Regions from separate parts of the Mus musculus genome. Here regions 1, 2, 4, 5 and 6 are each linked to region 3. A link is a contact called in public promoter capture Hi-C data. All regions are on one chromosome and are shown on one strand. The core of a region is the stretch at or near the end of the contact, and the rest is flanking DNA. Distances in the headings are between cores, read along the strand shown. Region 1 holds the start of Kash5 (KASH domain containing 5). Region 2 holds the start of Kcnj11 (potassium inwardly rectifying channel, subfamily J, member 11). Region 3 holds the start of A030001D20Rik (RIKEN cDNA A030001D20 gene). Region 4 overlaps Slc6a16 (solute carrier family 6, member 16). Region 5 holds the start of Lin7b (lin-7 homolog B (C. elegans)). Region 6 holds the start of Pth2 (parathyroid hormone 2).

Evidence for each region. Promoter capture Hi-C pulls out the DNA fragments that hold promoters and counts their contacts.
Region 1: a contact with region 3 is called in a promoter capture Hi-C map of liver. The contact joins the promoter of Kash5 here to the promoter of A030001D20Rik in region 3. A contact is called at or near these places in 6 of 39 promoter capture datasets (the C10 cell line, cranial neural crest, embryonic stem cells and 2 more), 3 of 115 datasets of contacts at active chromatin or transcription factors (embryonic stem cells, microglia and pancreatic cancer cells) and 3 of 9 other capture datasets (adipose tissue, macrophages and pancreatic islet).
Region 2: a promoter capture Hi-C map of hippocampal neurons shows a contact between it and region 3, with 2.5 times the contacts expected there. The contact joins the promoter of Kcnj11 here to the promoter of A030001D20Rik in region 3. A contact is called at or near these places in 1 of 39 promoter capture datasets (hippocampal neurons) and 1 of 9 other capture datasets (adipose tissue).
Region 4: a contact with region 3 is called in a promoter capture Hi-C map of liver, with 2.4 times the contacts expected there. The contact joins the enhancer-like site here to the promoter of A030001D20Rik in region 3. A contact is called at or near these places in 6 of 39 promoter capture datasets (the HPC-7 cell line, cranial neural crest, embryonic stem cells and 2 more), 3 of 484 Hi-C or Micro-C datasets (all in the G1E-ER4 cell line) and 2 of 9 other capture datasets (macrophages and pancreatic islet).
Region 5: a promoter capture Hi-C map of liver shows a contact between it and region 3, with 4 times the contacts expected there. The contact joins the promoter of Lin7b here to the promoter of A030001D20Rik in region 3. A contact is called at or near these places in 9 of 39 promoter capture datasets (the C10 cell line, cranial neural crest, embryonic stem cells and 5 more), 1 of 484 Hi-C or Micro-C datasets (embryonic stem cells), 2 of 115 datasets of contacts at active chromatin or transcription factors (embryonic stem cells and pancreatic cancer cells) and 4 of 9 other capture datasets (adipose tissue, liver, macrophages and 1 more).
Region 6: a promoter capture Hi-C map of liver shows a contact between it and region 3. The contact joins the promoter of Pth2 here to the promoter of A030001D20Rik in region 3. A contact is called at or near these places in 6 of 39 promoter capture datasets (the C10 cell line, cranial neural crest, embryonic stem cells and 2 more), 1 of 115 datasets of contacts at active chromatin or transcription factors (microglia) and 1 of 9 other capture datasets (pancreatic islet).

Annotation. Positions count from the first base shown.
Region 1 is chr7:45,203,277-45,206,434 of GRCm38.p6, forward strand. Kash5 (KASH domain containing 5) reads right to left here and starts at 1,616. Exons shown (of 20, transcript NM_201374.2): 1 at 1,316-1,616. The coding sequence starts at 1,427.
Region 2 is chr7:46,098,587-46,101,774 of GRCm38.p6, forward strand. It overlaps Kcnj11 (potassium inwardly rectifying channel, subfamily J, member 11), which reads right to left and starts at 1,651. Exons shown (of 1, transcript NM_010602.3): 1 at 1-1,651. The coding sequence starts at 1,311. The coding sequence ends at 139.
Region 3 is chr7:45,636,966-45,640,017 of GRCm38.p6, forward strand. A030001D20Rik (RIKEN cDNA A030001D20 gene) reads right to left here and starts at 1,793. Exons shown (of 2, transcript NR_152217.1): 1 at 1,718-1,793; 2 at 1-173. Rasip1 (Ras interacting protein 1) reads left to right here. Exons shown (of 12, transcript NM_028544.1): 11 at 905-1,052; 12 at 1,720-2,127. The coding sequence ends at 1,919. Mamstr (MEF2 activating motif and SAP domain containing transcriptional regulator) reads left to right here and starts at 3,012. Exons shown (of 10, transcript NM_172418.2): 1 at 3,012-3,052.
Region 4 is chr7:45,263,767-45,266,778 of GRCm38.p6, forward strand. The region is part of intron 8 of Slc6a16 (solute carrier family 6, member 16); the gene reads left to right. Among named protein-coding and RNA genes, the nearest start is that of Gm23585, 11 kb to the left of the region's middle. Within about 2 kb of position 1,610, at least 3 of the 459 cell types and tissues checked have an H3K27ac peak or open chromatin away from gene starts, as enhancers often do. A contact at or near this core is called in liver, where this site is marked.
Region 5 is chr7:45,368,808-45,372,066 of GRCm38.p6, forward strand. Lin7b (lin-7 homolog B (C. elegans)) reads right to left here and starts at 1,757. Exons shown (of 6, transcript NM_011698.1): 1 at 1,715-1,757; 2 at 1,320-1,438; 3 at 1,108-1,179; 4 at 334-543. The coding sequence starts at 1,751.
Region 6 is chr7:45,179,566-45,182,804 of GRCm38.p6, forward strand. Pth2 (parathyroid hormone 2) reads left to right here and starts at 1,430. Exons shown (of 3, transcript NM_053256.2): 1 at 1,430-1,626; 2 at 1,726-1,856; 3 at 2,033-2,273. The coding sequence starts at 1,729. The coding sequence ends at 2,207. Gfy (golgi-associated olfactory signaling regulator) reads right to left here and starts at 32. Exons shown (of 5, transcript NM_001195255.1): 1 at 1-32.

The sequences.
Region 1 (3,158 bases), core at 366-2,865, 430 kb before region 3:
AAGTCTGGAGGGGATCCCTGGACTAGAATTCAAGGGCTGCATTTCTGGGGTGTCACTAGATTTCAGAGTCCCCGGCGGAACTTGTAGGGCAACTACAGATTTCTAAAGTATCAGATAGGACTTGAACACCAAATCTCCACCAAGATTTCAGAGGAAAAGTCTCTGACAGGTTTTTGAGGGAGACTCTGATGGGATATCTAGAAGATCCTAGCGGCTGGCGTGGTGGGCTACACCTGTGATACCAGCACTCAGGAGGCTGAGGCAGCAGGATCCAAGGTTTTGAGTAGAGTCTGGGCAATTTACTGAAGCCCTAGAGAGTCCCTGGAGGGTAGCTTAGTCGTTAAGAGGACTAACAGTTTACTCTTCCAGATAGATATGGGTTGGAATCCCACTACACACATGTGAACTCCTCCTCATCTGCAATTTTAGTTCAGAGGGATACAAAACCACCTGGTCTCCACAGGCACATACCTGACACACATACAAACATGCCGGCAAAATACTCAAAAACAAACAAACAAACAAAAAACCCCAACAACAACAAAAACCAAAAACACCCAAACAAAAGCCAGGCAGTGGTGGTGCACACCTTTAATCCCAGCACGTGGGAACCAGAAGCACACAGGCCAGCCTGGTCTACAGAGAGAGTTCCAGGACAGTCAATGCTACACAAAGAAACCCTGTCTCAAAACAAAAACACCTACCCTACCCACAAAAACAAAATAGATTAAGTGTTAGGTTTCAAAAGTTCTAGAAGATTGCAGTTGGGCACATCTGGGAGAGCTGTAATCCTAAAACTGGGGAATGAGGATCATGAGGTCGTGGCCAGCCTGGGCAGCACTTGGAGGGTCTGTCTCAAACAAAAATAGAAAACAAGCAACAAAAAGCAACCGGAAGTTTCAAGAGTCTGACAGGATTGCCGAAGTTGCCACTAGAATTTTCCTGAGGAAGCCGGTCACGGTGGCGCACGCCTTTAATCCCAGCGCTCGGGAGGCAGAGGCAGGAGGATTTCGGAGTTCGAGGCCAGCCTGGTCTACAGAGTGAGTTCCAGGTCAGCCAGGGCTACACAGAGAAACCTTGTCTCAAAACTTGGGGCGTTTTTGAAGGAGCTGGCAGGTGATGTTACCGGGGAACCTGCCATGAAAGTCGCCACAGGCAGGGCGTACCTGGAGTCGGGACTCAGTTGAGGGACACCAGCGACGAACGGCGGTTGCGAATGTCACGGAAGAGGCGTGTTCACACGCGCCTTTTCCCGCCAGAAATGCAAATGAGCCGGCCTCCTGCAAGTCCCGCCCTCTCAGGCTCTTGTACTCACGCAAGCGCACTCCGAGTGGATGGCGCCCGGGTCTCTCCTTACGAAGACCCTTGAGCTGGCGCATGCGTAGAGCTTCTCGGGAGGATAGGCTGGACCTGAGGATCGAGTGCATGCGCACTAGTGGGGCTAGCGGTGATGGCGCGATATTATCGGCAGCTTTCTTCTGCGGTACAAAAATCCTTTCCTTCTGCTTGACAAAATAGGGCCAAGCAGGAGAGAGTTCAACCGAAGGACTCCCTGTTCATCCTTTTCTTCTTGTCAGTCTTTGAACCAAGTTCTTTCTTTTGGGTCTGGCTCGCCCGCCACTGTCACAATGATGCGCAGTCTGGTCCAGCCTCACTTCCGCTCCATTCCCTCCCCCCCCCCCGCCCCCCGCATTAATAGGTACCCAAGCTGTTTTCCCAAACTATTATAGTTTCTACTTACTGCTTAGCTATGTAGCCCAGGATGGCTTCGGACTTGAAGCAATCACCCTGCCTCAGTCCATGCCTGTGGACTATTCGAACTTTTTTATTATTAAGGGTCCAACAGCCGGGCGTGGTGGTGCACGCCTTTAATCCCAGCACTTGGGAGGCAGAGGCAGGCAGATTTCTGAGTTCGAGGCCAGCCTGGTCTACAAAGTGAGTGCCAGGTCAGCCAGGGCTACACAGAGAAACCCTGTCTCGAAAAAGCCAAAAAAAAAAAAAAAAAAAAACCAAACCAAAAAAGAGTAAAGACACTTGCCACCCATCCCGGTGATCGATCTGAGAAGAATCCCCAGGACCCACATGGTGCAAGGAGGGCCCCTGAATTCCACATGCAGACCCTATCATGTTCACTTTCCTACCCCTTGCTGTTTAAAAACACATGCATGTAATGATAAGGACTGGGCATGTAGCTCAGGGGTACGGTGTTTGACTGAGGGTGCCCTCATTCAATCCCTAGGGCCTAGTGAATTGGGCAGGGTAGTGTACCAGTACTCGGGAGGTAGAGGCAAAAAGTGCAAGGTCTTTCTCACCTTACTGACCATCAGACCCTGTGTGTGCTGTTTAGTTTTTTGTTGCCTTGACAAAAGCCAGAGTCATCTGAAAACCTCAACTGAAAAGTTACCCTGTCAGTAGGCAAGCCTGTGGGGATATTTTCTTGGTTAATGAGTGATGTGGATGGCAGCCCACTGTGGGCAAGACCACCCCTGGGAAGGTGCTTCTGGGTTGTATGAAAAAAAACAAAACAAAACCCTGAGCAAGCTTCAGTTCCTCCTTCGAGCCCCTACCCTGCCTCTTCTCTGTGATGGACTGTGATCTATCACAAGATGAAATAGACTCCCCAAGTTGTTTTTGATCATGGTGCTCACCCCAAGTTGTTTTTGATCGTGGTGCTCACGCACCGCAGCAGTAGAAAGCAAACTAGGACGCCTGGTCTAGATGAAAGGTCTGCCGGGTGTTTTCAGGACAACTTGTGGTGCATTCTGGACCCTGTTAGCTTTGTCCCTATTATCAACATCCATTCCTGGGGCTGGAAACATAGACCACTGTTTAAGAGCAATGGATGTTTTTCCAGAACACCTGAGATGGATTCCCAGCATCCACATTGCAGGCCACTCAGGACACAGAAGCAGGGAGTTTGACTGGGCTTATCCCATACTGCCTCTGGGGTGGATGCTGGGCTGTAAGGAAGTGACATTGCTCCCAGGGTGGGAAAGCCAGAGCTCCTTCTGGGGTCCCAGGCCTGTGACAAGGCCAGGGTTGTGGGGTTCTCAGACTCTTGGAAATCCTGGCACGGCTGGGAGTCCTGGAAGAGCAGGGGCCTGAGGTCTGGGGACAGCATCTAGCCTGGAGCCTGGGGCAGGGGTTGGGGGAGAAGG
Region 2 (3,188 bases), core at 401-2,900, 460 kb after region 3:
GGGGAGGCTGAGCCGAGCAGGGTCTTGTCCCACACCAGACCCTCGTCTGGCCAAGAGGCTCGCACCCCACCACTCTACATACCATACTTCACTTTCCACGTGCCCACACAAGTGAGTGGGGGCCTGAGGAACTGCAACTCAGGACAAGGAATCTGGAGAGATGCTAAACTTGGGCTTGGCCTTCGCCACAGCCACACTGCGCTTGCGCAGGGGCCCCCGCGACGAGGCGAGGGTCAGGGCATCCAGCAGACTGCGGTCCTCATCAAGCTGGCGGGCTGTGCAGAGTGGTGTGGGCACTTTAATGGTGTTACCAAATTTGGAGTAGTCCACAGAATAGCGGCCGTCCTCCTCGGCCACAATGGGGACAAAGCGCTGCCCCCATAGAATCTCGTCAGCTAGGTAGGAGGTGCGGGCCTGGGTGGTGATGCCCGTGGTTTCTACCACGCCTTCCAAGATGACAATGATCTCCAGGTCCTGGTGGTGGTGCAGGTCACTAGGAGCCAGGTCGTAGAGCGGGCTGTTGGAGTCGATGACGTGGTAGATGATGAGTGGGGCCACCAGGAAGATGCCGTTACCACCCACGCCATTCTCCATGGGGATGTCTACCTGGTGGAGAGGCACAACTTCGCCCTCGGGGCTGGTGGTCTTGCGCACCACCTGCATGTGGATGGTGGCGCTAATGATCATGCTCTTTCGGAGGTCCCCTACGCGCAGCATGAAGCACAGGCGGCCATGGCGCAGGGTGATCACAGCATGCTTGCTGAAGATGAGGGTTTCTGCCCGCCGATGGGCCTGGGCCGTTTTCATGAAGATGCAGCCCAGCATGATGGCGTTGATCATCAGCCCGACGATATTCTGCACAATGAGAATGAGGATGGCCAGGGGACATTCCTCTGTCACCATGCGCCCGCCGAAACCAATGGTCACCTGGACCTCGATGGAGAAAAGGAAGGCAGATGAAAAGGAGTGGATGCTTGTGACGCAGGGCACATTGGTGCCCTCTCCGGGGGCCAGGTCACCGTGGGCGAAGGCGATGAGCCACCAGACCATGGCAAAGAGCAGCCAGCTGCACAGGAAGGACATGGTGAAAATGAGCAGAGTGTGTGGCCATTTGAGGTCCACCAGCGTGGTGAACACATCCTGCAGGAAGCGGCCCTGCTCTCGAATGTTCTTGTGGGCGACGTTGCAGTTGCCTTTCTTGGACACGAAGCGGGCCCTCCTCTCTCGAGTACGGTACCTGGGCTCTGCAGGGTCCTCTGCCAGCCGGGTCAGCACATATTCCTCAGGGATAATGCCCTTTCGGGACAGCATGGCTCCGTTGGCCCCGGGAAGGGGTTTCCCCCATGGGGGGAGGCACTACACTGGCTTGGCCTAGGGCCTCTTTGTGGGGTCCCCCTCTCTGAGCCCTCTCCTCAGGTTACCCTAAGCTTGTACCAACCTCTAGGCTGGTATGCCCCTCAGCTGGGTTCTGCTTCTCTTTATACTACTAGCCTCAGATGCCGGCTCCACCTGCTCATTGCTTACTGAGCCCCCAACCCAGCTTGTGCTCTACCCGCTCAGCTCTCCTCCACCGCCCCAGGACCCCCCTCTAACTCCCTTTCCCTGGCCCAGCCTTTCTTCTCAAACCACCTCAGAACTTGTCACCTCCGGGTCTCCCAACTTACCAGCCCTCACTCGACCCCCCCCTCAGCACCCCCCCCCCCGCGCTCTTCTCTGACCTCACCCACTTCTGTCCCCGGTCCCCTCCAAGGACCAGCCTTACTTCTTGACCCAGTCTCCTCTCCAGGTGTGCCCCGGATTTCCCATCCCACCCCTCCCCTGGCTCCCTCGCCGCTCTCCCGTTCCTTCTCTAGCCCTTGTCCTCTAGTCTCCTTGGGATCCGGTGCCCTTCGAGTCACCCCGCAACCGTCTACGCTCTGGATCCCCTCGCCCCCCGCCGCCCAGACCCCAGTGGCTCCGCGTCGCGGCCTCCCTGCTGCCCTGCCGCCCGCCCGCAGCCCCCGCCGCCGCTCCGTTCCCACCCCGCCTGTCGCCGCCGCACCTGCTCGTGCTGCTCAAGCAGCGGCCACCTCCCTGCCCCCTCCCACTCCGGGTTGCTCACTCCCGGCCGGCTTCCCTGGCGTGTGTCTGTGAGCCCGTCCTCAGGCACCGACCCGTGCGCGGTGGGGGTGGGAGGCTGCGGGCGGGGGGCTCCCGAGAGCGAGTGCAGCCTCCGCCGCCAGAGGGCGCCAGATCGGCTCCTGAGAGGTAGAGGTGGGCCTAGACGCAAGCCCCGCCCACAGAGGATTCTCGTCCCGCCCTTGCCTGCTCACTGTCCTCAGCCAGGCCATGGGGCTTCAAACTGAGGATGGCTCTGAAGAAGTTGCTTTTGTGGAATTCTCTTAGGTTGGTTCAGCGGCCCCTATACCCCTGACTTCTATTTTTGCCCGGTCCATAGTTAAGTCTTACCTGCCTCTTACACAGCACTTGATACCCAGGGAAAGAAGGCAGCGAAAGGTTACATCATCAACGCAGGGGCAGGGGTGAGAGAAATATTAGTCTCAGAACTTCTCAACCGACGATTCTTCTTCCCTTTGAGGATTATTTTTGATCCTACATCTATTTATTTACTTATTTGTTTATTTATTTGCTTATTTACCTATTCAAGACAGGATTTCTTATAGCCCAGGATGGCTTCAAACTTGGCATGTAGCAGAGTATGACCTTGAACTTCTGCCTCCACTCCCAGAGTTCTGGGATTGCAAGTGCACCGCAAGGCCCTGGCTACCGTCCCTGAGTTTTAAGAGGGTTTGTTCTGCCAGTGTCTGCTTTGCACCCTGTAGACCTTCAGACTGGTTTCTTCCCTTTAGCCCTGGGTGTGTGTGTGTGTGTGTGTGTGTGTGTGTGTGTGTGTGTGTGTGTGTGTGAGAGAGAGAGAGAGAGAGAGAGAGAGAGAGAGAGAGAGAGAGAGAGAGTTTGGGCCTGAGCAGCTGATTCAGGGCTAGCTTGGGTACAGAGTAGGTGACCCAGGTTTTTGTCAAGAACAGTAGTGATGTTTCCATTGCAGATGCCACCCTGGAGTGGCTCCTGGAGATTGATGGAGCTGTAATGGCTTGCCCTGGGGCTCAGACTCTTGAGACAGACCTCTACCCACTGTGTAGCTTGAGTGAAGGCTTGAGGCTGGAGCTAGGGTAATAGGGGCACTGGGA
Region 3 (3,052 bases), core at 543-3,042:
TGACCCCGAGTCATCTCCAGCCCGTGAGATGACTTAGACACCATGACGGGCCACTGGCAGCCGCAGAAGTCGGTGTCAAGAGTGACTGAACATGGATGCTGAATGCTTCTGACTCCGAACTTGCTAGAAAGAGTTTTCTATGCTCCATTTCTTAGATGCGTTGAGTCAGAATTCTGGTTTGAGACAGAGGAAAATGCTGGTTATCATTCGTTGGTTGCATGATGGGAACGGTGATGATAATGTCAACAAACACCCCCCATTCAAAGTAGATTATCAATAGTTTTCTTCAGATGAGAAAACTGAATCAGGTAGCTCACATTTGTTTGTTTGTTTGTTTGGTCTTGCTGTGTAGCTCTGGTTGACCTGGAATTCACTAGTCTGGCCTTGAGCTCACAAATGAGTCACCTACCCCTGTCTTCTGAGTTGCTGGGACTAAAGGTGGTCACGAGCACACTAGGCCTCTACTTTTGTCTGCACGTGTATATATGTGCACCATGACCATGACGTGCCAGAAGTGGAGGGCAGCTCTTCTGAAATGGGACTTACAGGCCACGTAGGTGCTGGGAAGCAAACTAGTTCTCAGCTGGGTCCTCTGCAAGAGCAGCAATTGTTCTTAACTGCTAAGCCTTCACCCCAGGCCCTTCACTTCACTGATTTCTATCTTATTACAGTACTGGGGATTGAACCCAGAGAGTTGCATATGCCAGGCAAACACTGCCGCTGACCTGCATCTCCAAGACCCCTTTTTACTTTTTAATTTTGAGATAAGAGTTTCACCATGTTTCCCAACCTGGCCTTGTACTTTGAATCCTCTTGCCTCAACCTCCTAAGAAACTGGGATGGCTGGCCTGCCCTATGGGACCCAGCTGTGACCACAGACGTCTAACTTGGGGACTTCCCCTAGGCTTCATGGAGCAGCTTACGGACTGACTACCCCACCCTGACTCCAGCTCAGCTCCACCATCTCCTCAGCCACTACCAGTTGGGTCCTGGCCGTGGTCCCCCACCAGCCTGGGACCCACCACCTGCAGAGCGGGATGCTGTGGACACAGGTGTGCAGATCCGGGCTAACGAACATTGAGATGTCTTCTTTATTTGAGACCTAAGAGTCCCTGTTCCCAGCCCTTCCCACTTTCAGTTCCCAGGGTTCAGATGCCCTCTCTGAAGGGCTTAAAGACTGGCTGCAATTATAACAGTAGCAGGGCTTGCTTACTTTGCGGTCCCCTTCAGTAAGTTAAGAAGAGTTCAAACATTTCATTGTTTTTTTTACTTAGACTTAATCTCTTAGCCTCGTCTCTCCACATCTCTTGCCCTAACCCAACTAACAGAGGGATAGGTTTCTCAATCCTCAGAAATCTCCCAAGGTTCCCCAGCCCATCCTCAAGGTTCCAGGGTACCTGGGACCCTATTTTCCTGGTAATGGGCCTTTTTTCCCTAGTTTTCTTGGCTTTTCAAGATAGGATTTCTCTCTGTAGCCCTGGCTGTCTTGTAACTCTGTAGATCAGGCTGGCCTCGAACTCAAAGAGATCCACCTGCCTCTGCCTCCAGAGTGCCGGGATTATGTGTCACCTCCTCCCCCCTCCCCACACACACGTTTTAGCTAAAATTCCCGTCATCCTTTGAAACACAGGGAACCCAGTCTCATCGTTTCTTACTTAAGGAGATAGACCACCTCACACTCATGCTGAGTTTTTAATTCGGTTTTCCTCGTACTCACAGGGGATATCTTTGAAAGTTTTTCCTCGCACCCTCCGCTCATCCTGCCCCTGGGCAGCTCACGCCTGCGCCTCACCGGCCCTGTGACAGATGACGCATTGCATAGAGAACTGCGCAGGCTCCGTCGCCTCCTCTGGGATCTTGAACAGCAGGAGCTGCCAGCCAATCATCGCCATGGACCCCCGGTGGCTTCGACACCTTGAAAACCAATGAGAAAGGAACGCGCGCAGCTTGAAACTGCATCGCTTCTTAAAAGGGAGCCCGCCTGGGCGTAGAGCATTTTGGGAGTTGTAGTTTTCCCTGCGTAGACGGCTGAGAGTTTGAGTTGTTGGGTTGGTAGACGATGGGACAGTGGGAAGATGGGCTTGGGATGTGAATGCCAAGAAGTAATAAAAATATCTGTGGTATTGACCTCACTTGTCAAGATTTGGGGGCCTTAGCAAAGATTTTTTTTTAAGGTGCCAGGGACTGTGCTTGGAACGTTGGGCGTCTGCCGAGTTTGGGGAGATATTTCTAGCCATGGCCTCAGCTTGCCCTCTAGCACGAAATGTGACCCTGTAGTACTGAGCACTGTCACACAACTCGGAACACAGCCTGGACCATGTTCTTCTGAATATCAGACCCCATGTACTACCAGTGAGAACAGGTCATCACCATCTCCCTCTTACCTACAAAGTCCAAACTTTAGCTTTCTCCCCCCAGTCCTTCCGATGCTGTCTGCCTACTGTGCACACCGCTGACTTCCAACACCCAGCACCTCTCGGGTACTAGTCCTATTCCATCAGATCCAAGAATGCAAACCTCAGCTCTCCTCTCCCATACCAGAGGCCTAAGACTCCGTCCACCACCCTCAGACCCAGAGTCCTGACTTCTGCCCCCTTCCTTTTTAGAACTAGGAGTCTGGGCCTCATGTTTGAACTTTCCCCTCCTCTGAACTTGACTCCTACTGCTGTGTCAGGAAAAAAAGAACCAACAGGTGGCACCTGCCGGCAGGGTCTGAACACGACCACCTGCCGCTGTTGCTCACCCGGGTCCCTCTCTCTGCACCTGCTCCTGTCTGTCGCCAGTGACCGCTCCACCCAACCCACAGCTCGGGACTCGGGGGAGGAGATAGTAAGGGAACCCTCGAAGTGAGCCAGGCCGGTCCTCACGGCGTGTGTGTCCCGCCCCTTTTCTGGGTCCTTGCAGGGCTTCTGATCCAAGGCTCGCTCTCTTGACTCCCACTCGCCCTAGAAAGGGGAGTCGAGGGCGGCCCAAGGCTTGTGGGGTGGAGCCTAAGGTCTCCAGCCTAATCCGGGAGACTCCACCCGCTTCAAGGCACAGCTGAGTAGCTGAG
Region 4 (3,012 bases), core at 360-2,859, 370 kb before region 3:
TGAGCTGGCTAGTGATGCAGACAGGATCTCTCTATGTAGCCCTGGCTGTCCTGGAAATCGTTTTGTAGACCAGGCTGGCCTTGAACTCAGAGATCTGCCTGCCTCTACCTCCCGAGTGCTGGGGTCAAAGATGTGTGCCACCACTGCAGGGCGTGCGTGCGTGTGTGTGTGTGTGTGTGTGTGTGTGTGTGTGTGTGTTTACCCCCCCCCCTTTATGAGATATTACATACATATAAAAGACACATAAAGCCAAATGTTCAGTGTAAAGCTCTGTGATGGTAAACAGCGCCCACATGAAGAACTATCCCCCCCAGAAGATGTTCTTTCTTCCTGAGAGTGTGCATGCCAGCAGAGGCCAGAAGAGAGTGCCAACTGGCTCCACATCACTCTACATTATTGCCCTGGGACAGGCTCTCTCTTCAAACTAGAAGCTCTCCATTTTGGTGAGACTGGCTGTCTAGCAAGTTCTAGGGACCTAGCTGTCTGCCCCCTGGGGCTGGGATTACAGGCCTGTGTGGCTAAGCAGTATTCCTGGGTGCTGGGGGTTGGGACTTGAGGTCCTCCTGCCTACAGAGCAGGTGCTCCCACCTGTAGGCCATCTCTCCAGCCACTCTGCATCTTCTCATTGCAATGTTTGTACTGGGCTTTCTGCCCTCTGGTCCACTTTAGCCACAGTTGGTTTTTAATGTGTATGGTTTTGCCTGCATGGATGTCTATGTGCCACTTCTGTTCCTGATACCTTTGGAGGCCAGGAGAGGGCAACAGAACCCCTGGAACCATCTCTCCAGCCGCTGTGGTCTTTATCTTTCCATCACCTTTGGACTAGTTTTCTCCTTTGTTGGCTAACCTTGTTAATTGGTTGTTTCATTGAACTTTGCTCTTGTTTTTAATATTCTCTTCCATGGGGGGGGGTGCTGGGGGGGGGCGGGGAGTGCTAGAGAGGTTACCCAGCAGCTGAGAGCACGGGTGCTGCTGCTTGTGCAGAAGACCCAAGGTGGGCTCCCAACCCTTGCATCTGGCCTCTCACAGGTACCTATCACTCCAGCTCTAGGAGGTCTGACACGCTCTGGAGTCTCTGGACACCTGCACTCATATACACTCATGTCCCTCACACGTGATTTAAAAATAATAAAAATAAATGTCGTTTTTTGAATCAAGTGGTTCTACTTGGCCTAAGACTTGCTATGTAGACCTGGCTTGCCTTAAACTTTCAAAAAATCTCCTGCCTCTGCCTCTGGCCACCCACACTGCAGTGGTTGGAGCTAGCCCAGGGCCTTGTGTGTGAAATGCAAGTACTTTATTTACACTGAGGTGCATTCTGGCCCCTTTAACTTTAAGACTATATTGATTTTTAGTGTTTAAGCTGCTTTTATTTTATTGTATGCGCATGAGTGTTTTGCCTGCATGTAGAACTCTGCATGCCTGGTGCCCCTAGGGGCCAGAGAGGGTGTCAGAGTCTGGAACTGAAGCATAGGGAGTTGAGAGCTGCCAGGTGGGTCCTGGGACCTGAAGTTGGGTCTTCTGGAAGAGCACCCAGTGATCTTAACTACTGAGCCATGTCTCTAGTCCTCTTTTGAAATATTGATTGATTTGTTGGTTGGTTGGTTTTTCTAAGATAGAGTCTCGCCATGTAGCCCTGGTTGTCCTGGGATTTACTGTGTAGGCAGGAACTCACTATGTAGACCAGGCTGTGCTCAGACTCATAGAGTTCCACCTGCCTCTGCCTGCTAAGTGCTGAAATTAAAGGAGCCTATCACCACCACCTCTCTCTCTCTTTCCCTCTCCCTCCCCCTTCTTCCCTCCTTTCCCCCCTCCCTCCTTTCTTCTCTCTCTCTTCCCCCCATCTCTCTCTCTCTTCCAGTCAAGGTTTTTCTGTGTTGCCCTGGCTACCTGGAACCTGCTCTGTCATCCAGGATGGCCTTGAACTCTGAAATCCACCTGCTTCTGCCTCCTGAATGGGGATTAAATGTGTGCACCCCACCCCCACCCCGGGCTTCTTTACTTATGTTAAGTTGAGAATACCCTTTGTGAGTAAACTGTGTTTGCATCATTTTACTCTCTCCCCTGCTTCTCTCTCTATGTCCCTCAAGACAAACATCAGACACTGGTTCTACAGCCATTGGCTACCTGTAGCTCTTCATCTAGGGGTGTGCCTGTGACCTTCCCTCCATTCCTGCTGACATATCTACTGGTGCAGTCTTTGTAAGTCTTGTGCAGGCAGCCATATAGTTGAGAATTCATGGGAGTAACATCTCTATCCTGTCAAGAAGACACTGTCACACAGAAGTCATCCTGGTCTGCTAGGCTCTCAAAATCTTCCCACCCTACTGTTTCCTAAGCCTTAAGAATAGTTGCGTCTCACCAAGTTTCCTTGGCCTTGAAGTTGTGATCTTTCTGACTCGGACTCCTCAAGACCCGAGATGATAGGCCTATAGCAGTAGACTTAGCTTAGCTATGAAGATCTTTAACAGGATTGAGGTGAGTTCTTCTGGACAGGAGATTTGGGAAGAGACTTTTTGGAACTAAAGTCTTGGTCTTGGGGATTATCAGAGTCAAAACTTGGGCTTCAAGTTATAGCTGAGGCTACCTTGTGTATACAGCCCATTAAAAACTTCAAATTTCCTCTTGTTTTGTTCGTTTGTTAAGCACCCGCGTGCCCATTCCCTGCTTCTCAGAAGAACTGGCAGCAAGCTTCTGCTTCACTGTGCTGCTGAAGGGGACTTCTCACTTCACTGCTGAATTTAAGATGGGAATCCCTGCCAGGCATGGCAACACCCTTTTAATCCCAGCAGAGACAGGGCTAGGGGCAGGGGCAGGGGTAGGGACAGGAGCAGAGGGGCAGAGGGGCAGAGGGGCAGAGAGGCAGAGACAGGTCTCTGTGAGTTTGAGGCCAGTCTGGTCTACATAGTGAGCTCTAGGACAACCAGGAAGAGACACCCTATCTTAAAAAACAAAAAACAAAACAAAAACCCCCGAACCAAAAAACAAAACAAAACAAAAAAAAACCCAAAA
Region 5 (3,259 bases), core at 507-3,006, 270 kb before region 3:
ATTCTAATCACTGGGGTTTCAGGATGCTGACTGGCCCAGACATCAGGCAGAGCCAGCCTTTCTCCTCATCTCAGGGACCATCTCTGTTCCGAGCCAGAACCACCCCTCCACATCTTAGTTCAGAGAAGTACCCAACCTTCAACCTCCAAGCCAAATATTCCTCCTGAAAACAACTGCCATCTTCTACACTGGGCTGCTATCCTAGCTAGGCTCTCTGAAGTCCTTGAGGGTCAGCAGTGTACCCCACAGTGCTGTCTCCAAAGGCTGTGTTCCCTGTGTAGAGGGAATGTGACCGTCCAGGGCTGCCTTACGGACACTACCAACCCCACTCACCACACCATTCACAGACAGCAGCTGGTCTCCCCTCTTGAGGCCACCATGGCGATCAGCCACGCCCCCAGGGATGACTCGAGAGATATAGATGGGTGAGTTCTGCTCCTTGCCACCCATGATGTTGAAGCCCAAACCCTCATCAGTCTTCGGTAGTTCCACGACCCTGGGATGTGCGTGGCCCTCACTGGCCGTGAAAGCAGCCACTGTGGCCTGGAAGAGAGAAGACGCCTCAATGAGAGAGACCCTCTTTGAGACATGGGCACTCCAGCCAGCGTAGCCGCAAAGATCAAGTAGGGGAACCCTGACACAGCTCAACAGGAGGCTACCCTATACTGACTCCGACCTGTGAGAACCCTTGCTTTCTTCCGAAAGTCAGGGAGAAGGGCATCCTTAGTACTTAACACCTGCCAATCTTGTTCTCAGACAAATGGAAACAAGTGCCCCCCCCACCTCGGGGGTGGGGTGGGGTGATAGGGATCAGGTGTAAATCTTGAGTCTGCAGGCAGTAATAAGTAATAAGCACTGCAGTTTGGAAAGGTGTCCCTGTTCACAACATCCAACAGGATTGCCTTTTAGGGTCATCTTACCGACAGGAAAGTGAGGCCAGTTTCCAAGCCTGTTGCTAGAGAGAATCTCATGTGCATTCAAGTTAAAAATGTGCAGTTATTTAAAGGGCATTATAAATAAATCTTCATAGGGTGGCACAGAGATGCGCTGATGTGAAGGAGGGCACTGCTTTCGTGGTCACCCAGAGCTACCGGAGCAGGAGCTTACCTTAGCTGTGGCATGAGCCCGCACCTCGGCGCTGCCAGTGATGTCCAGCGTGTCATAGAGCTGTTCATACACCTGGGAAGTCGGGGACACGGCAACGTCAGAGAGCTGCCAGTCCACAGCCCTGGACACCGGTGTCCTCGTCCGCTCGCCCGTCGCCGACCCCGCCGCAGAGTGCAAGGAAACTACAACTTATACAGAACCAAGATGCTCACCTCGCGGATGGCGGAGCAGAAGCGACTCTGCAGGACCCGCTGCAGGGCCTGCAGCTTCTGCGGGGGCAGCTCTCCGCTGCGCTGCAGCCGCTCCAGCAGCTCCACAGCCCGGGACACGTCTGCAGAAAGCGGCAGGGACCGCGAGAGCATACGCCGGCAGCAAGAAGGGCAATCGAGGTCAGACTGGAAGCGATCCACGTGCCTCGCGGGTCGCGGGGACCCCAACCCTGGGCGAGGTGTTGGTGGGGCGCTCCGCCCCAGACCCTCCCACGCCCTCAGACTGCAGGCCGCGCCCCGCCCACCCTAACTAGGTCCGCCCCCCAACCCCCGCATCTGCAAAGCCTGTCGCAACCCAACGGAGCCCAGAGCCCGGACTGGACCCTCGGAGCGCTTACCCCGCTCCAGCCCCAGCGGCTCCACCAGTGCAGCCATATCGCCTCTAATGCAAGCCACCCGCCCAGGCGCCAGCGAGGAGGTGCAATGCGAGGCCCCGCCCACCAGGTGCTGGCAAGGAGGTGGTGCATGAGGCCCTGCCCACACGGCAACCAACAGTTTCAGAGGGCCTGCCCTCACACTGACAGGAGGCGGTGCTGCGCAGGGTCCCGCCCACTCCGGAACTCTAGAGACCTTCCCCCTCTGGGTGTCTCGCTCCTACATCACTATCTGCTGCCCATCATAGGTCTATCCTAGCCGCGATCTTGTTACTCCGTTGGTGTGTCTGCCTTGCTCTTTACAGTATGTCTGTGCTTTTCTGGTAACTTCCCCTCATTTCTACAGAGGGGCGTGGGTTCTCAGGACTCCAGGGGCCTATAGAAGAGGATCGCTGTGACTTGGAAGACAGAAACACCTAACAAGAGCCTATTTCAAGAAAGCAGAAAAATAAAAGCTGAAGGGGTAACTCAGTCGAAGAGTGCTAACCTTGCAGGCTGAGATTCTAGGTCCTGCACCCTGCAGAGCATAAATCATACCTGTAATCCCAGCATTCAGAAGTGGAGGCAGGGTGATCGGAACAGTGCCCAAGGTCACCCTCAGTTACACTGAAGTCTTGTGGCTAGCCAAGTCTACGTAAGACTGACAAAACATACACACAGAGCCCGGTGGTCCACGTCTTTAATCTCAGCACTTCCAAGGTCAGTGATTTCCATAGTGAGACCCTGTCTAGACTAACCTAGACTCACACACTGAAAGAGAGGGGGGGGAGGGGAGGGGAGGGGAGAGAGGAGGAGAGGAGAGAGAAACTTGAATAAGACCTTTATAGTTTAGAGATGCTTGGAAGATAAAGTCAACAAGTTGTATGACCTGGGTCACCCCAGCAGCCACCCAGAGAGTAGCCAAGAGGCTAGGCAGTGGTGACGGCAAAACAGTGGTCTTGTGTTATAATTTGCATTTGGATCTGTGTCTCCATATAAACCCCTGAGAGTGTACAAGATGGTCAAATACCTATCTGAAGATCTCCAGGGAGACTGGATTTCAGAAGGGGCAGAAGGGCAGATAAGGCCCTGGAGACTGGTCCACTAACGTGGAGTGCTGCCTGTTTGGGTGAGAGGTGGAGTGGGGAGCACTGAGGTGGACAGGTTCTCATGGTGACTGTGTGGACTGCTTGCAGATATTCTCGATGTGGGGAGCCTGTAGTTAGGCTGGTGATGTGGCTCAGCAGAGCACTTGCCTAGCAAATCGAAAGCCTTGGGTTCCACCTGCAGCACTGTATAACCCTGGTGCTCGGCTGGAATCCTACGCTGTGGGGGCAGTAAGATCATTAGTTGGTGGCGAACTTAGGTTACAGGAGATGCTGGATGGGGGAGGGGGGGACCAAAAGCAAGCAAACAAACCGAATGACCACTTAATTTTTTTTTAAGATTTATTTATTATTATACATAAGTACACTGTAGCAGTCTTCAGATGCACCAGCAGAGAGCATCAGATCTCATTAGGCATGGTTG
Region 6 (3,239 bases), core at 180-2,679, 460 kb before region 3:
GCTGGAAGGAACAGGCAGTAGGGTCCCAGAGGCACACAGGTGACAGGTGACGCACCTGACCCCCTCCCTGGGGAATCCTGAGAGCATAGCAACAGGCTGGGATTCTTAAAGGGACAGAGACATAGGATCTCATCGATAAGGTAGAAAAGGAAGTTAGAATTGGACCAAGCTGTGATCTCTTTGCAGTGAGGGTTTGGCATGGTGTGATGATACAGGCCTGGGATCCCTGCTCGCAGAAGGCACAGGCAAGAGGATTATGAGTTCAAAGCAAGCTTGGGTGACTTAGTGAGACCCAGGACAGCCTGAGCTACAGAAACTCTAAAACAAAAATAAAACCCAACCAGTCAAATATACACACACAGAACAAAACTATCAACCCAACAGACACAAAATCCAGCTGGGTGGTGGTGGAGCACACCTTTAATCCTAGCACTTGGGAGACAGAGGCCAGTGGATCTGGGTTCTAGGCCAGCCTGGCCTACAGAGCAAGTTCCAGGGCAGCCAGGGCTACACAGAGAAACCTTGTCCCAAAATACAAAGTAAGTAAAAATGAGTTCTATGTCCTCTCCCACTCCCCACTCAAATCTAAGGATCTGAGTCCCTGGTACCTTTTTAGTCTAACCTCACCAGGCCATACTGCTCTCTTCAGACTGAAGAATCCAGGAATCCAGGCTTTCGGAACATAGAAGTGGGGGGCCCTGTCTGGACCACCTTTCTGTTTGGGATTCCAAGTTTGGCTCCTCATCTCTGTGGAGGTAGGAATCCAGGGCCTGTTCCCTTGCCCATGATACGGGAAGAGGGTGTTGCTCTTTACCCCCACCCCACCCCTCTTTAAGACAGTCTTAATATGTAGCATACACAGGCCTCAAATCTGCAGTGGTTGTTTCTGCCTCCTGAGTGTACGGCACCATAGGGTGGCCTTGGGAGCCCCCTTGAAACATGCCAGGTATGAATGGTTGGCCCTAATCTTCACCATACCCCCATGTCCCTTGTAGGGAGGGAAAGACTTTTCCCAGTGGAAGCCCAGGGCCTCCTGTGTCCCATTTCACGGTGGTGACTTCACCTGTTTGCACACTACCACCGCCTGCCTCTCTCTCTGTCTCTGTCTCTCTCTGTCTCTCTTTCTCTCTGTCTCTCTCTTGTCCCTGGCTCTCTCCTGACCAGCTCCTTTCCACACCCTCTCTTCTCAGCCTTCCTCTCTTCCTTCTTGCTTTTCCCTTCCTAGGCATCTTGTCTTTGCCCTTCTGTCTGGAGGTTATTTCTTTTCTGTCTTTCTCCCTTGTGTCCCTCTGCTCTCTTTCCTGCCTCTCTCTTGTGTTCTCGACTTGTGCTCTGATGGTCCCCCTCTCCAGTCTCTATTTTTATCCCTCTGACACACCCCTTGTGTCCACCTCTCTGTCTGTACCACCACCCCCCCTTCTTCAGTACTAGCTCTGGGTCCCAATTAGTTGGTGTTGGCCACGGCAGCGCAGGGCCCCACCAGGCTTCTCATTACCGCTGGCGGCTCCTAATGAGCGTGGGGTGGAGTGACCCCGCGCCCCCAGCCCGGCCTGCGTCACTGCCGCCGCGGGGGCTGTGAGGGTATATAAAAGGGGCGTGAGCATAGCTGCCTGAGCCCACTGCACGGTAGGGGGTCCTGTAGGAGGCTGGTGGCAGGGTTGGATTGTGGGCCCTAGGCTTCTGGGCGGGATGATGACATTGAGATTCTGGCCCCTGTATCCACAGGTGATGGAGACCTGCCAGATGTCCAGGAGCCCCCGAGAGCGGCTGTTGCTGCTTTTGCTGCTGCTACTGCTTGTGCCCTGGGGCACTGGCCCTGCCTCAGGTGTTGCCCTGCCCCTCGCTGGTGTGTTCAGGTAGGTGTGAGGTCCCGGACACCCAAAGAAGGGAGGAGAGGACCCCCCGCCCCAAAGGAAGGCAAGATACCGCATGCGGGGAGTTGGGGAGGGCAGGGGTGCTTAGCGTCGGACTGCAGTGGGGACCCGCGGTGGCCTGTGGGGCCTAGCGCGCAATCACATCTCTCTTCCCCCAGCCTCCGCGCCCCGGGTCGTGCCTGGGCGGGCTTGGGTAGCCCCCTGTCTCGGCGCAGCCTGGCGCTAGCTGACGACGCGGCCTTTCGGGAGCGCGCGCGCCTGCTGGCCGCCCTGGAGCGCCGCCGCTGGCTGGACTCTTACATGCAGAAGCTGTTGCTACTGGACGCGCCCTGAGCCTAATAAAGAGCCTGTCGCACTGCGACTGCGCCTCTTTGCTGCGCCACTCTCTTGTGGGTGTGTGGGGAGGGGGCCCCACAGCCTCACTGCAACCGGGACCCTCCGCATCCTCGCTTCTCCGGGTTCCCTCTTGGGTCATCTGCCTCGAGACTCTTGTTCTCTCTGGATTCCCTCGCCCGTGGGTCCCTGATCCAGCTCTGTTTTGGTCCGGTTTTTTTTGGGGGGGGGGGAGGGATTATTCTTCCGAGACAGGGTTTCTCTGTGTAGCCCTGGCTGTCCTGGAACTCACTCTGTAGACCAGGCTGGCCTTGAGCTCGAGAGCTTCGCCTGCCTCTGCCTCCCAAGTGCTAGGATTAAAGGCAAGCGTCACCATATCCTGCTGGGTCGGGATTTCATAACCTTTTTGGGCCTCGTGTTTATCGGCCGGGGAGGGCTCCAGCAGTTCCGAGCTGGACCGCGGCAGGTGCCGGATAAGGAAACTAAGCAGAGCCCGCGGCTCGGGGAGGCGCAGTCCCCACCTGTTTATTCGGAGAGCCCGCGGAGCGAGCGGACCGCGCCCTGATTGGTCTGAAGAGGAGGGTGGGGTCCAGGAGACCGCCCTCCAAAATTTGCATTTTCTGGAGGCGGACCGAGCCCTCATTGGCTTTTATGCTGTGAGGGCGGAGTTGCCTCTTGCAGCTCCTGCTCGGTCTACCGCGCAGAAGCAGAAGCGGTTAGCAGGAGGCGCACACAGAAATCCGGGTTTCCGCGAGGCGACACTTAACGCCCCGAAATCCCGAGTTTTGACGGCTGTCTCCAGCCATCAAACCGCCTTAGAGCTTAGGATGCGGCCAAAGAGCTCACCCATCTCCAAACCCTTCCTCCGAAAAGGAGGACTTTTTTTGGACTACTACCCTCCAGCAGCCCCCTTCCCCTGCCGGCCAGCGCTGGCCTGTCCTTCCGCACAAGGACCTGCTCAGAACTAGTTCCATCCGCCGCTCCACACATGGCTGGAGTCTTGATCTCGAGTGTCTAGGCCTGCCTTTCTCA